Linked DNA regions of Mus musculus: all the other regions are linked to region 3. Evidence: chromatin contacts called from public Hi-C and promoter capture Hi-C data. All regions are on one chromosome and are shown on one strand. The core of a region is the stretch at or near the end of the contact, and the rest is flanking DNA. Distances in the headings are between cores, read along the strand shown.

Region 1 (3,973 bases), core at 815-3,314, 1.3 Mb after region 3:
TTCTATGCTTATAAGCTACATGGTCATAGAGGCTGAGACATTCAAAGTCAAGACACAAGCCATCAGGCTCTGTATATGATGAGGGCTGAGTCTCTATAGATAGGGTCATGTGTCCTTGAATGGGGGAAAGGAACAACGGTTTGTCCCTCAACTCTAGATCCCACCTTTGTCACAAGAGGTCCCATATGGGGACTGAGTATCGATAAAGGCTTCACAAACATACATTCAGACCACAGCAATGACTCTTTAAAAGACACAACCCCATCTTAGGAAACTTAGAAAACAGGAGAAAGCATAAAGGAGGGAAGGTGGCTAACTTTCTAGGTATGGGTATGGTGGCTTGAAAACTGAAGAAAATACCCAACGGCCTGCTGTTTGGAGAAGCCCATGGCACGGATAGGCACTCTGTCATCCCTTTCCTGATTCTAACACAACTAAAAAACATCAGCAGTCCATGGTTCATAGAGATGGTGGTAGACACAAATTATGAGCAGATATCCCTTCCTCCAAACTATGTCTCCGTGGCTGTATCATGACATCATCGCCTTCATCACTGTCACTTCCAACAACTTGCCCACAGTTTCCACTGATACCACCACTACCACCACTATCATATCTACCACCACCACTATTACCAGCGACCTCCTCTGTCACTGATACCCTAAGATCTCTATATCACTCCATTACGTCTACTGTCTACCTTCCATCACTTCTACTACAAAAATCTCTGTCACTTCTCCCTTTTCCACCTGCTCTGTTACTCTGCTATCATCTCCTCCATCTCTACTACCATCCGTTACCTTCCACTCATCCCCACCATCCCTAGTATCACTGCTATTACCTGTACGTGTGTAGTCTATGTAATAATTGTCTAGGTGTAATCCTTGGTGTCTAGGATGTCACATCATCCATCCAGAAACCCTCTCTACTATCACCTGTAGTAAAAATTTGGGTTTCTTTTAAAATGCAGCTATACTACATGAATATATTTTTGTTTTAATCCCAGGTGTGGGATACAGGGCTGCTTCAGAGCATCCACATCTGCTGACTATGATTGCCTTGTGCTCTAGGAAGGACATGATTTTTGCCAACTACAGACAGTTTGTGTTTGGAATTCTGGAGATTCTTGAGAGTGTATAAATTTGATAGCCTGAGAGGGTTTATGGCAGCTGCTGCCCCCACTGCTTCTGGCTCCTGTTCCTGCTCCATTTGCTCTTGTTGGATTACTGGTTTTCTGTTTTGTTAGATTGCTGGATGGAGATTGGATTTGGCCCAAGGAACCTGACAGCCCTAGTCAGCAGGAAGTAGTCTAAAGAGGTCTAGGTTCCCTTTCCCCTCTAACCTTCTTTGTCTCCTACCTAGTGTTGGGTTGAAAGGAAGTTGGATGGAATAAAGGTTGGAAGGGTGGTAGACAATAGACACCAATAATGTACCCCAAGAAGTACACTGACAATCATCATCATTTTCACTCCACCTCTCCACCATCTCCTTCCCCTCTTCTGTCACCTCCACTGTCTGCAGTGTTCCTTCCCCTCTGCCATTTCCACCACCATAATATCACTCCCACTTTTCTGACATTTTTATATTCATTTCTCTATACATTCTTTCTTCTCCTCACACTCTCAGATCCTCCACTGCTTCAACCTAACCCTCTCTAAATGTTGCTTTCTCAGTTGCCTGGGTAACAGAAACAATGAATACTTGTCTTAGTCAGGGTTTGTATTCCTGCACAACACATCATGACCAAGAAGCAATTTGGGGAGGAAATGGTTTATTCAGCTTACACAAAACCAAGTAGTACAACACCTTTGCATGACCTTTATGAACAACTTTAATAATCATTTATTCATCCAATAAATATCACTAAGGGCATATGTTGTGGAAGTCACTCTTCTTAACCCTAAAAGTATAGCCATCCCCCAGTTTGCAAACCTTACTTTTCAGAATCGTCTTCACACATAAACGCCCATTATTTAAATGTCATACCCACTAACAACTTGTCAGCCTGTGCTTCAGCTGCTAGTTCACACTGCCCAGCCTCCAAGCCGGACAGAAAGCAGAAGTGATCTGCTCAAGAAGGCTACACAAGTCAAAAGGAAAGTCTCAAGCAATAGCCATGAAGTAATTTCTTATCTCTTGTTGCCACAGCAAGTTACCGCAGGAAAGAACTTCCTATTTCCATGTTCTAGCAATATGCATTGGCTCAATGCAATTTGCTTGAAATGGTCACACATGGCCTTCTCGAGAAAACGCACCTGACATATAAGTATAGTAGATAAAAGCAATAAAGGGTAGATTAAACAATATGCACACCGGATGTTACCTCCCCACTTGTATGATATGAGCCAAAAAGAAAAACCATTCTGCCCCTACTTCCCATGTAGCACAAGTCAGCGCATAGGAGCCAGGTTCTATCTATTACTGTACCATGCCCAGCACTGCACTGGGAATATGTGGGCCCCTGAAGTCTAATAAAGTCTACTAACGCAGTCAAAGATGCCTTATAAATCTGCCTCTTATAATGTAATTCTAATGTTTTTACATAAAGGAAATCTTAGCACTTCGCTTGCCTTCCGTGAAAGCCCCTACATCAACAACACCCAGCCCTTGCTGTCAAACCAGAGATGTTCTGTCTAGCCGGTGACCTCCAGCTGCCTGCACACAAAAGGGGAATTCTCCACAAAGAACACACCTTCTCTATTGTGGGGGAGAGGGAAGGATTCCCCCTCAGGATTTCTCCCCCAAATGAAACCTTCAGGACTCAAACACTGAAGTAAGCACTTCTAAATCAAACCACGGGCTGCAGCCCAAAGCAGCTCTCAATGCAGCCCTCAGGTAACAAGACGAGAACACACAGCAGATGTTCAACTCTCAACTTCACAGCTCTGGTGGAATCACAGGCCTGCGGCATGGTGCCTCAGAGCCTTCTGCTTCAGAAAAGCTGAGCCAACTTCACATCCCAAGAGCCCTATTACAGACCTGGCTGTTCTAAAGACACAGAGTACCTTCATATCACCCAGCAATTGCTTCGACATCAAAGTGTGGCTTTACTTACATGCAATAGAAAGAGAGCCCATCCAAGAGCTGTTTCTGGATCCCTGACCTCACAAAGCCCATGCTAATCTAAGGCCAAGTCTGAAGATGCCACTCCAAGCATCCGCGGATCTGGAGGCTCAGCCCACACAAGACTACTATTAGAGGCTAACTAGAGAAGAAAGCGATTTCAAAAGAAGGGGAAGTGTCATCTCTACTTCCTCAATTCTGTTCATCTTCTTTCTTGCTCTTCTTGAGCCCTCCAGGACATAGCATTTCAAAGCAGTCATGGCCCATCTGTCTGACTTCGTTTATCACAGAAGACTCCCCAGTGTGTTCCTTCCCAGTACACGTGGATGAAGCCCTCCCTGGCTTACCTTTCCTGGTTGAGAAGTGATTCATGGGCACGAGCGTGTCAGTATGGGCAAAGCTTCTCTTGCCGTGTTGGCTAAGGGCTGGAGAATGGCTCAGCAGTTAAGCTCTTCCAGAGGATAGACACACAATCACCTGTAACTCCAGCTTCAGGTGGATCTGACCCCAGGCTAGGTTCAGACATCGGATCTGATCATCTTTAGATTCAAAGCTTTCTATATCTCTATGTCCTCTCTCCCAACAATTTGATGTACTAAAGAGGAAAATACAGGTGAACTTGCTAAAAGTTCTTTCTAAGCATCGAGTTTTGGGCTGGGGAAACAGCTCTGTCACTGAAGTATCCATCATGCAAGCATGAGGACTGGAGTTTGTGTCTTCAACAGCCATGTAGAAAGCCAAGCACAGCAACACCCAAGCAGTGCGGAGAAGCGTGGAGACAAGTAGACTCCTGGATAAACAATCTAACTATTGATAAGTACCAGGTCCAATAAGAAACTATGTCTCAAAAACAATAATAAAGTGGATAATGATAGAGAAAGACACCCGTTGTTACCCTCTGGTTTCCATA
Region 2 (3,652 bases), core at 698-3,197, 1.3 Mb after region 3:
TGGCTGGCTCTTCTTCCTGCTGTCTGCTCTGAATATAAAATTTTCAGCTACATCTCTAGTACCACTGTTTGATTATAACATCTGGCTGGAGCAGTTACATATTGAACTATTTATGATTTACTTCTTTATGTTCCAGCTGTGACATCCTATCACATACTACCTGGCAAATGCTTTTATGTGTGCATCTACTATCATCCATGATTGCATTTGGTGATTGTCGTGATGTTATAAAACAAGGAGGACTTTAAGCAAAACAAGATCCTCTAAGTCTAAATCAATGTGAGCAAAGCTCATACAAACCCACAGGGCCTGGAGGGGTCTGCAGTGATCCTCTGCAAATACATAATGACTTCCAGCTTAGTGTTTTTATGGGATTCCTGAGTGTGAGTGGGTCTCTGATTCTTGTACCTTCTCTGGGCTCTTTTCCTTCTGCTGCTTTGCCTTGTCCAAATTTGATGTGATAGTTTTTAACTTAAATCATATTTTGTTAAAAAAAAAAAAAGAATGAATGAATGAATGAATGAATGAATGGAAAACCTAGCCACTGTCATTCTTACCTGCTGGGACAGGGACAATCAGTTTTCTCCAAGAGTGACACTTGGACAGGCTTCATGTTCAGGAGTAGTTGGCAAACATACAGTGGACTCTACAGGTTTTGGTGTGTGTGTGTGGACACTTTTATTTGACTACAGTGTGGTGGGTTGGGTTCATTTGTTATTGATTTTCTTTTTTTGGTTTATGATTGTGTTTTTGTTTTTTTTGTTTGGAGCTTTTGTTTTTGTATTTTTGTTGTTGTTGTTCCTTGAGAAAGAACTTAAAGTTGGGTAGGTAGGGAGTGGGTAGAAGATCTAGAAGGACTTGGGGAAGGAGAACATAATTAAACATATAAATCTTTAAGATGTTTAAAGTAACACAAAATAAAATAGAATTTAAAAATGTTTAAGTGAAAAACATTTCTTTAAAGGGGAGGGGGGGGGGGATGAAGCCAGGCAGTGGTGGCGCACACCTTTAATCCCAGCACTTGGGAGGCAGAGGCAGGCGGATTTCTGAGTTCAAGACCAGCCTGGTCTACAGAATGAGTTCCAGAACAGCCAGAGCTATATAGAGAAACCATGTCTCAAAAAACAAACAACAACAACAACAACAAAAGTGTGTATGGGGGGTGATGGGGTAGGGTCAGGTTGGACAGGACTAGGAAGTCACCAGGAAGTTCCTGTGCGCACACATGCATGTGCAGACCTGTGCGCACAGACACCGAGTTCCTTCCTTGGCTGCCCTTCCATCGTACATACTGAAAGCTGATCTTTCACTGACCCAGAACTTGCAGACTCCAGCCAGTCTAGCCGACCAGCCTGCTCCTGGGATCCCTCATCTTGACAGCCTGGGAGTGCAGGAGGTGTAGAGTTACCACACCTGCAGGGATCGGAGGGATCCAAACTCTGGCGCTTTCCTTGTTCAGCAAGCTCTTTATATACCAAGATATCTCCCCATTTTGAGGAACTACTATTAGCTGTTGCTATATATTTCAAAAGCAGAGTTTTACAAAATCCTTTAGCAGCGATAGAGTTTTTAAACATAATTCAGGTAAAAACCTCAGACGAAAATACAAAGAAAAGAGACATTGTGGAGGCTGTAGAGGAAGCCAGAACTTTCCCTGGACTTCCCCCAGAGCTTCCAGGAAGAGTGTGGGAGGGAGGCACCATCTGGTGTAATAATTTGAGTTGAGCGCTGCAGACAAGAGTTAAGTCTGAGTTCTGAGAATCCATTCTTAGGACGCTCCTTCAATTTAGAAGAGACATCTGCAGAGAAAAGTGCCCATCACACTAACCATGCTGTCCGAAGCTCTGCACACCATTAAGCAATGGGACTGTAACCATCTTCCAGACCAGAGAGTCAAAGCAAGCATCGTGTCTGGGCACAGAGCCCAGGTCAACAGGAAACTGGCAGGGGCCAACGCTCCTGGAACACAGCTCCTTCCTTGCCCTTTCCTGTACTCTGCTCACAGGCATGCGCTATATACTGAATGAATCACCACAGAAGCCTCTTCAATCCTGTTTGTGGGGGCTGCCCTCCCACCCCCCACCCCCAGCCAACAGATTAGTTTCTTGAAGTGCCCCAGACACTGCTGGGAATATGTTGTTGTAAGTGTAAAAACAATGACACTGGCAGAGGTGGCTACTGTGCCCCTTAACACTGCCACAGAGGCATTTAAGATGGGGGGAGGGGAGGCCTTACTAACTCCAGTCATCCTGCGCACTGCACTTCAGGCAGGTCACTGGACAATCCCAGTGGTGAAGTATGTGGACGCTGGGCTTCAGCTCTGCCTAGGAATACCTTGGAACATTTCTTTTCTGTAGTGTCATTTACGTTTGTTTCTTTCGCTCCTCTACCACAAATTCATAAAATCCCAAATGCTTGGAAGAATTTATTTCCGTCTTTAATATAAGTGCCCACACTGCCAACGGCCAGGAGTGGGTCACTTGTAAATCTGAAACCACGTTGAATACTCTTTTTCCTTGGGTTTCACATATGACACAAAACAGAAACATTTCAATTATGTGTGACTAAGAGTAAGAAAAATATACAACTCTATTTAAAACACTTAAATTAACAAGATAGGGCTTTTTCCACTCTAGCAAAATATTGTACATTCAGTTTTAAACAAGAGTTAATATGCAGACACACATTTTCAAAATACCTGATCCTAGTTGAAAATCAGTGACGATGAGGCTTTCCAAGATATTTCTAATTAGCAAAAATGTGTACACCTGGGAAGGACTGTAGGTTTCCCCCCCCCCCCCTCGAACACAGACATCAAACAGATCAACACTGCAAACTGACCAATGCCTCATAACTCTAACTCTGGTTGCTTCTGCTTCCTGAACAATACACTTTGGCTGTCAGCAAATCTTATAGCTCCTTTCCCATATACAACTGCAACACCATTCACAAAAAGCACACACTTCTTTGCATATGCTAAGTTCCATCAAAGCGTGCTCGTGAATTTGTGTATTGGCTCACCTACATGGAGGCTGTTACTGAAAGGGGGGTGGGGGGGTGGCTGGGCGCGGGTAACAGCTGATCTGTAGGTAAAGAAAGCCCTGCTACAAAGAGCCTCACACACATCATTCTGTGGCGGACGCTGCCATACTTATAAATATGTTCTATAGCTTTAAAAATCAAAGCAAAGGCTTTTCTCCTTTGGCTTTTTCAGATGCAGAAGTTGGACCACAAACTGACTATGGGTTTTATCTATGCGACAAAACCCATCAATTTCAGTCCCCGCTGTCCAAGAAAACAAAAGTGAACAATTTTGCCAATTCCTGACATTAAGTTGTCTGACCAACACCACACTTTAAAGAGCATGTCTCCATGTTCCCACAGTGGGACGGCAGAACTAGGCAGGCTGTGCCATGTCTGTCCTTCCTTCTGCCTCCACAGATGGCACCTAAGATCCACTGGATTTGATGCCCTCTGGTTGACTTGAACACTCCAGGAACAACAGTATACAACCTTAAAAAAAATGGAATGAAGTAAAGTTGCCACGGAGCACTGTGGAAGGAGTCTAAAGAAGCTGTCCACTGAGGAAGAAGGCACTTGCTAGCAGGAGACAGGCAGGAAGCTGGTGGAGCAGCCACCTCAGTGAGTCAAC
Region 3 (4,168 bases), core at 1,301-3,800:
CTTCCCTGAGTTCCCTTAGTCAGTTCCTCTGAACTGAGACTGAGACCACACGGCCTCATTTCTTTGAGACAGAGGACTTGCAGGAGCAAGAAAGCCATAGGACAGGCAGCTCCGGCATCAGCACAGGGAGATGCTCTCCGTCTGCCTGTGCAATGTTTACCTTTGGCCCGCACTGCTCTAATTCTCATCTCACAGCTGTCCCAGCTGGCCTGGGGCTGCACTGCACATGCTGACATCATTTTGATTTTTAAGTATTTTTTCTTTTAAACTTCTCCAGACTACAGGACTCTGTTTTCTAAATTAGAGAGAAGTATCAGAAGATAAGAGTCTGGACCTTAACACACACACAGCTAAATCCATCTGAGAGCAAGAGATTTCAATTTCTAAGTGCTCCAAAACAGTAAGAAATATTTTATATTATGTTCATGTTAGGTAGACACAAAGGCAGATTAAGGAATTCCATACTCCCCCAATCAAACAAATGTGGGGTACATATCTAGTCTTGCTATTTTCATCTGATATCCACTTAATGGCAAAAACTTGGCCTCAGTTTTCCCACCCACAAAATGGGGAAGAAAACAAAACTGGATTAAATGGATGATCTAATTAAAAGCATCTGTTTATCTAGTTAAATCACAAAAAGGCAAACTTGCTGGCATTTCTTACACTGAAAATCAAGATAAATTCCACAAAAGCACAAATGAGGAGGCAAAACTTCAAATGAAAGAATCTCTGCGGAGCTTTCTGACCAGCTTATTCTATTAGGTTTTGGGGAGGGGGCTGTCCTTAAATGAACTTACAGATAAAACGAAAAATATTTCAATGTTTTAGAACTCACATTAGCACCCCTCAGCCAATCACGGGATGGGGGAAAGGTGGAGAGCTAAAGTGCACCAAGTCTGGCCTTTCATTTAACTTATAAACACAGGCTTTACACTCCAGATTAAAGACTGTAATGAAAGCTGGCCTTAAAGTCTTAGCTCTTCCATATGTTAACTAGGTTTCAGTCTCAGTCCCCAGCCATGTGGCCAAGGTCAAACACCATCCCTTCTTTGTGCAAGGGTGAGGAAAGGTGATTGAAAGTATAAGCCAAGAGAAAACCTTTAAGTCTACTTTGAAAAATATTTAAATGTTCTAATTATTTTTTAAGGTTTCTTCAAGGCTGTAAACCCAGTGGGGGAGGGGAGTTGGGGGCAGCAAGCATTTCCTGAGGAGGAAAGCTGAGCAAAAGAATCCCTTCGTAAACCATTAAATTTCTTATTTTCTAACGGAGACTCGGGTACTCTTTTACAGACACATTCTGCTAAGCTAGTACTTTCTTCTCTTCAAGACTTAATTCCTTTTCTGATGAAGAAAGATTATTGAGGATATATATATATATATAGAGAGAGAGAGAGAGAGAATGAATTACCTCTTCCTTCAGTTGGAAATTTTCTACGATAGAACCGATGCATCTTTCATTGAGATGCCAAGAAAGATAAAAAATTAATAAGAAAATAAACAATTGATTCTCTCTGCTCACCTAAACGTTGGAAAAAGTGACCATTAATTCTTCAAAACACCCGAAAATTAAACAATCCCTCCTCGATTCTTTCATCAGCTAAACACTACAGGCAAACTCACCGTTTTGGAGGAAAAAGGGCGCTTTTTAAAAGGCCCTGCTGACTCCAGGCCTTGAGACTTACTGAGAAGCAGCAAAACAGGGGAGGAAAAAAAAAACTTTTTCCATTTGGTACAGTGGGCAGGCGGGGGCTGGGGGGTCCTTTACATTTGGCGGGAGCTGAGAAGGAGCCCCTAGAAATGCTGAGGGGGTCGGTGGTGGGAGGTGCCCCGAGGGCGCGGTGCACGAGGGAAGGCGGGAGATAAGCGCGGAGCTCAATCTCCCGCGCTCTCCAGCCAGGGCTCTGAGGGCAAAAAGTTACGGAGACTGAGTATGGATGTGAGATAGATGAGTTGTGAAATGGGGGGCGTAGAGGCTAGAGATGGGGCCATCTGGCCAGCTTGGAGTCCCACAGTCCTGTCACAGCTCGAGCATGAGTTGAGGAGGGGAGAGGAGGGGGCATTTGGCGCCCAGGCAGGGGGTGGGGTGGAATGCGGCGCGCAGAAGCCACTACCTTGCACGTCCCCAGTGCAGGGTCTCGGGGTGGGATGGAATAGTAGGACCCCGTACAAGGCCGACCACATCTGTCCCACTCTGCACCAGCCACCCTTGCTCCGCGCCTTCCTCCCAGTCCCGGGCCCAAATAGGTCGCCTGAGGCCCGGAACACCGTGATCTGCAAGCACCCAGTTTCTGAGGCTGCCGCCACAGAGAAAGGATTCCCACGATGCCCGCCTCACACTCACCGTCCACGGTAGTCCGCGCGCCAAGACGGCAGGGACAGGAGGACGGCCGGCGCAGGTCACTGCAGGTGCGCCGGCTCATGCCGCAAAACTCGGGCTCCAATGCTGGGGAGGTGGCGGCGACGACAGGAAAAAGGTGGCCGGCCAGACGAGGCGCCGAGCCGCAGCTCTTAAAAGGCGCCAGCTGGTACTTTTAAAATCTTTGAATTTGGTGCCCAAATCAGAACAGACCAATGGGGCGCGGCGTTTGCACAAGCGTGCCAATAGGCAGGCGGCATGAGAGGACGCCCTCGCTCGCCCAATAGGAGGGCGCGGGGGCGGAGCCAGCCCTGGAGCCTGGGCTCCTCCCACACGCCCAGATCCTCGCCTCCCCAAAGTTGCTGATGGAGCTGGCAAGCACGCCCATGTAGGCGTGGCCTGTGAAGGCGGCTGGTCCTCTGCGCAAACCCGCCATGCTGCCCTCTCCCCGCACCCCCCCTCCGTTATCCCGCGAACCGGCTTCTCCAGAGTCCTCATGTCCTGGGGACAGCTCCGACTTCTGCCTGAAAGTCTGTGATGGACACAGGCGGGCCCCCAGTCTTCCTCCATCGTCTGTTACGAGCGAGTTTGCAGAGCTGCAAACCCGCCACTCTGAGTGCACACCTTCCGGAAAACAAGCCCTTCCCCTGGCTCCGGACCCGCCTCTCTAGGATTTAGGCGCGCTCTACTCTCCCTCCTAAATTGGCTCCACCCCCTGCCTGGAGCTCCTGCGCTTGCGTATTGCGCGGCCGCCACTACGGAGTTGGCGGGTTGGCGCTTGCGCGCGAGGAGCCTGGCGGTTCCCTCCGGGCGGGGCGGACTAGCTGGGGGGGACATGTGACCGGAGAACCGCCCTTGCCCTGGGGATGGCGCGCAGCAGGACCCCGGCGTCCCTTTGCTTGGCGCCTTCCGAAGGCTGAGGGCGCGGCCTAACTTAGATCTGGCCATTGCATTCTTTTTTTCTTTTTTTTGGGTTGGGGGCGGGGGGGCCGGTTCGAGACAGGGTTTCTCTGTATAGCCCTGCTTTGGCCATTGCATTCTTTTGGGTTTTCAACCACCACGAATTCTTAAAAGTGTTAATTTGTATTTTATTTTATGTGTTCTTAACCTTCGTTGGCTAGGCTCGACAGCCGACCTGTTCCCCTAAATAAGTCAGACTCCCGTCTCTTTGGGGTGGAGCGCCCTGGCTGCGTGGATATTTTTATATCAAAGGCGAGAGTGAAAGTATTATTAAGTCTGATGGTGAGCTATAGTGCACCACTAATGATGCTGGGCATGCACGTCTTGAATTTATTTCTAAGTGGTGACAATACACTTAACTTCTTTTCAGACTACAGAGCAGTAAAGCTACAGGATATGCCATTTCCCTCTTGCTTTTCTGCAAGAGCATATGACTTTCTGTTAGTGTTCCATGCAGCTCCTGTGTAAAGCGGGACCAAGATTGGACTGAGTCATACAAACGTTGGGTGGATCCAGTTTTTATCAAATTCTTTTTGTTTATCCCTAGTTTTCTGGCATTTTCACGTTTGGAGTGTTGCAAAAAAAATAGTGATGTAGGTGGTGTTGCTTACCAAAATCTTGACCGCTATTTCTGTTTTGTACCTGAGAACTTTGCCTCTAAGTAAAAAGGCTGAAAAGACACGAGCCCTGTCTTTAAGGAAGTTTATATCCTAATGAGAAGGAATTTGGCAATCAAAATTTTCAGTAAATGAAAGATACTAAACTACGTGTTAAAAGAACTGTTAATAGAGACATAGGTTGAGAATCTTGAATGGTCAGTTAAGTTTGACACTTTGAACTGTATTGACC

Evidence for each region. Promoter capture Hi-C pulls out the DNA fragments that hold promoters and counts their contacts. A called contact is a pair of places that touch in the nucleus more often than the background predicts.
Region 1: a contact with region 3 is called in a Hi-C map of bone marrow-derived macrophages, with 8 read pairs. The contact joins the enhancer-like site here to the promoter of Fbxo5 in region 3. A contact is called at or near these places in 3 of 39 promoter capture datasets (the 3T3-L1 cell line and cranial neural crest), 1 of 484 Hi-C or Micro-C datasets (bone marrow-derived macrophages) and 3 of 115 datasets of contacts at active chromatin or transcription factors (acute myeloid leukemia, astrocytes and bone marrow-derived macrophages).
Region 2: a contact with region 3 is called in a promoter capture Hi-C map of liver, with 3 times the contacts expected there. The contact joins the enhancer-like site here to the promoter of Fbxo5 in region 3. A contact is called at or near these places in 3 of 39 promoter capture datasets (cranial neural crest, hippocampal neurons and liver) and 2 of 115 datasets of contacts at active chromatin or transcription factors (pancreatic cancer cells and stem cell-derived neural progenitor cells).

Annotation. Positions count from the first base shown.
Region 1 is chr10:7,061,072-7,065,044 of GRCm38.p6, forward strand. No RefSeq gene overlaps it. Among named protein-coding and RNA genes, the nearest start is that of Ipcef1, 83 kb to the left of the region's middle. Within about 2 kb of position 2,065, at least 66 of the 459 cell types and tissues checked have an H3K27ac peak or open chromatin away from gene starts, as enhancers often do. A contact at or near this core is called in acute myeloid leukemia and bone marrow-derived macrophages, where this site is marked.
Region 2 is chr10:7,116,649-7,120,300 of GRCm38.p6, forward strand. It overlaps Cnksr3 (Cnksr family member 3), which reads right to left. Exons shown (of 13, transcript NM_172546.2): 13 at 2,414-3,652. The coding sequence ends at 3,640. Among named protein-coding and RNA genes, the nearest start is that of Cnksr3, 94 kb to the right of the region's middle. Within about 2 kb of position 1,948, at least 140 of the 459 cell types and tissues checked have an H3K27ac peak or open chromatin away from gene starts, as enhancers often do. A contact at or near this core is called in liver and pancreatic cancer cells, where this site is marked.
Region 3 is chr10:5,802,915-5,807,082 of GRCm38.p6, forward strand. Fbxo5 (F-box protein 5) reads right to left here and starts at 2,551. Exons shown (of 5, transcript NM_025995.2): 1 at 2,345-2,551. The coding sequence starts at 2,423.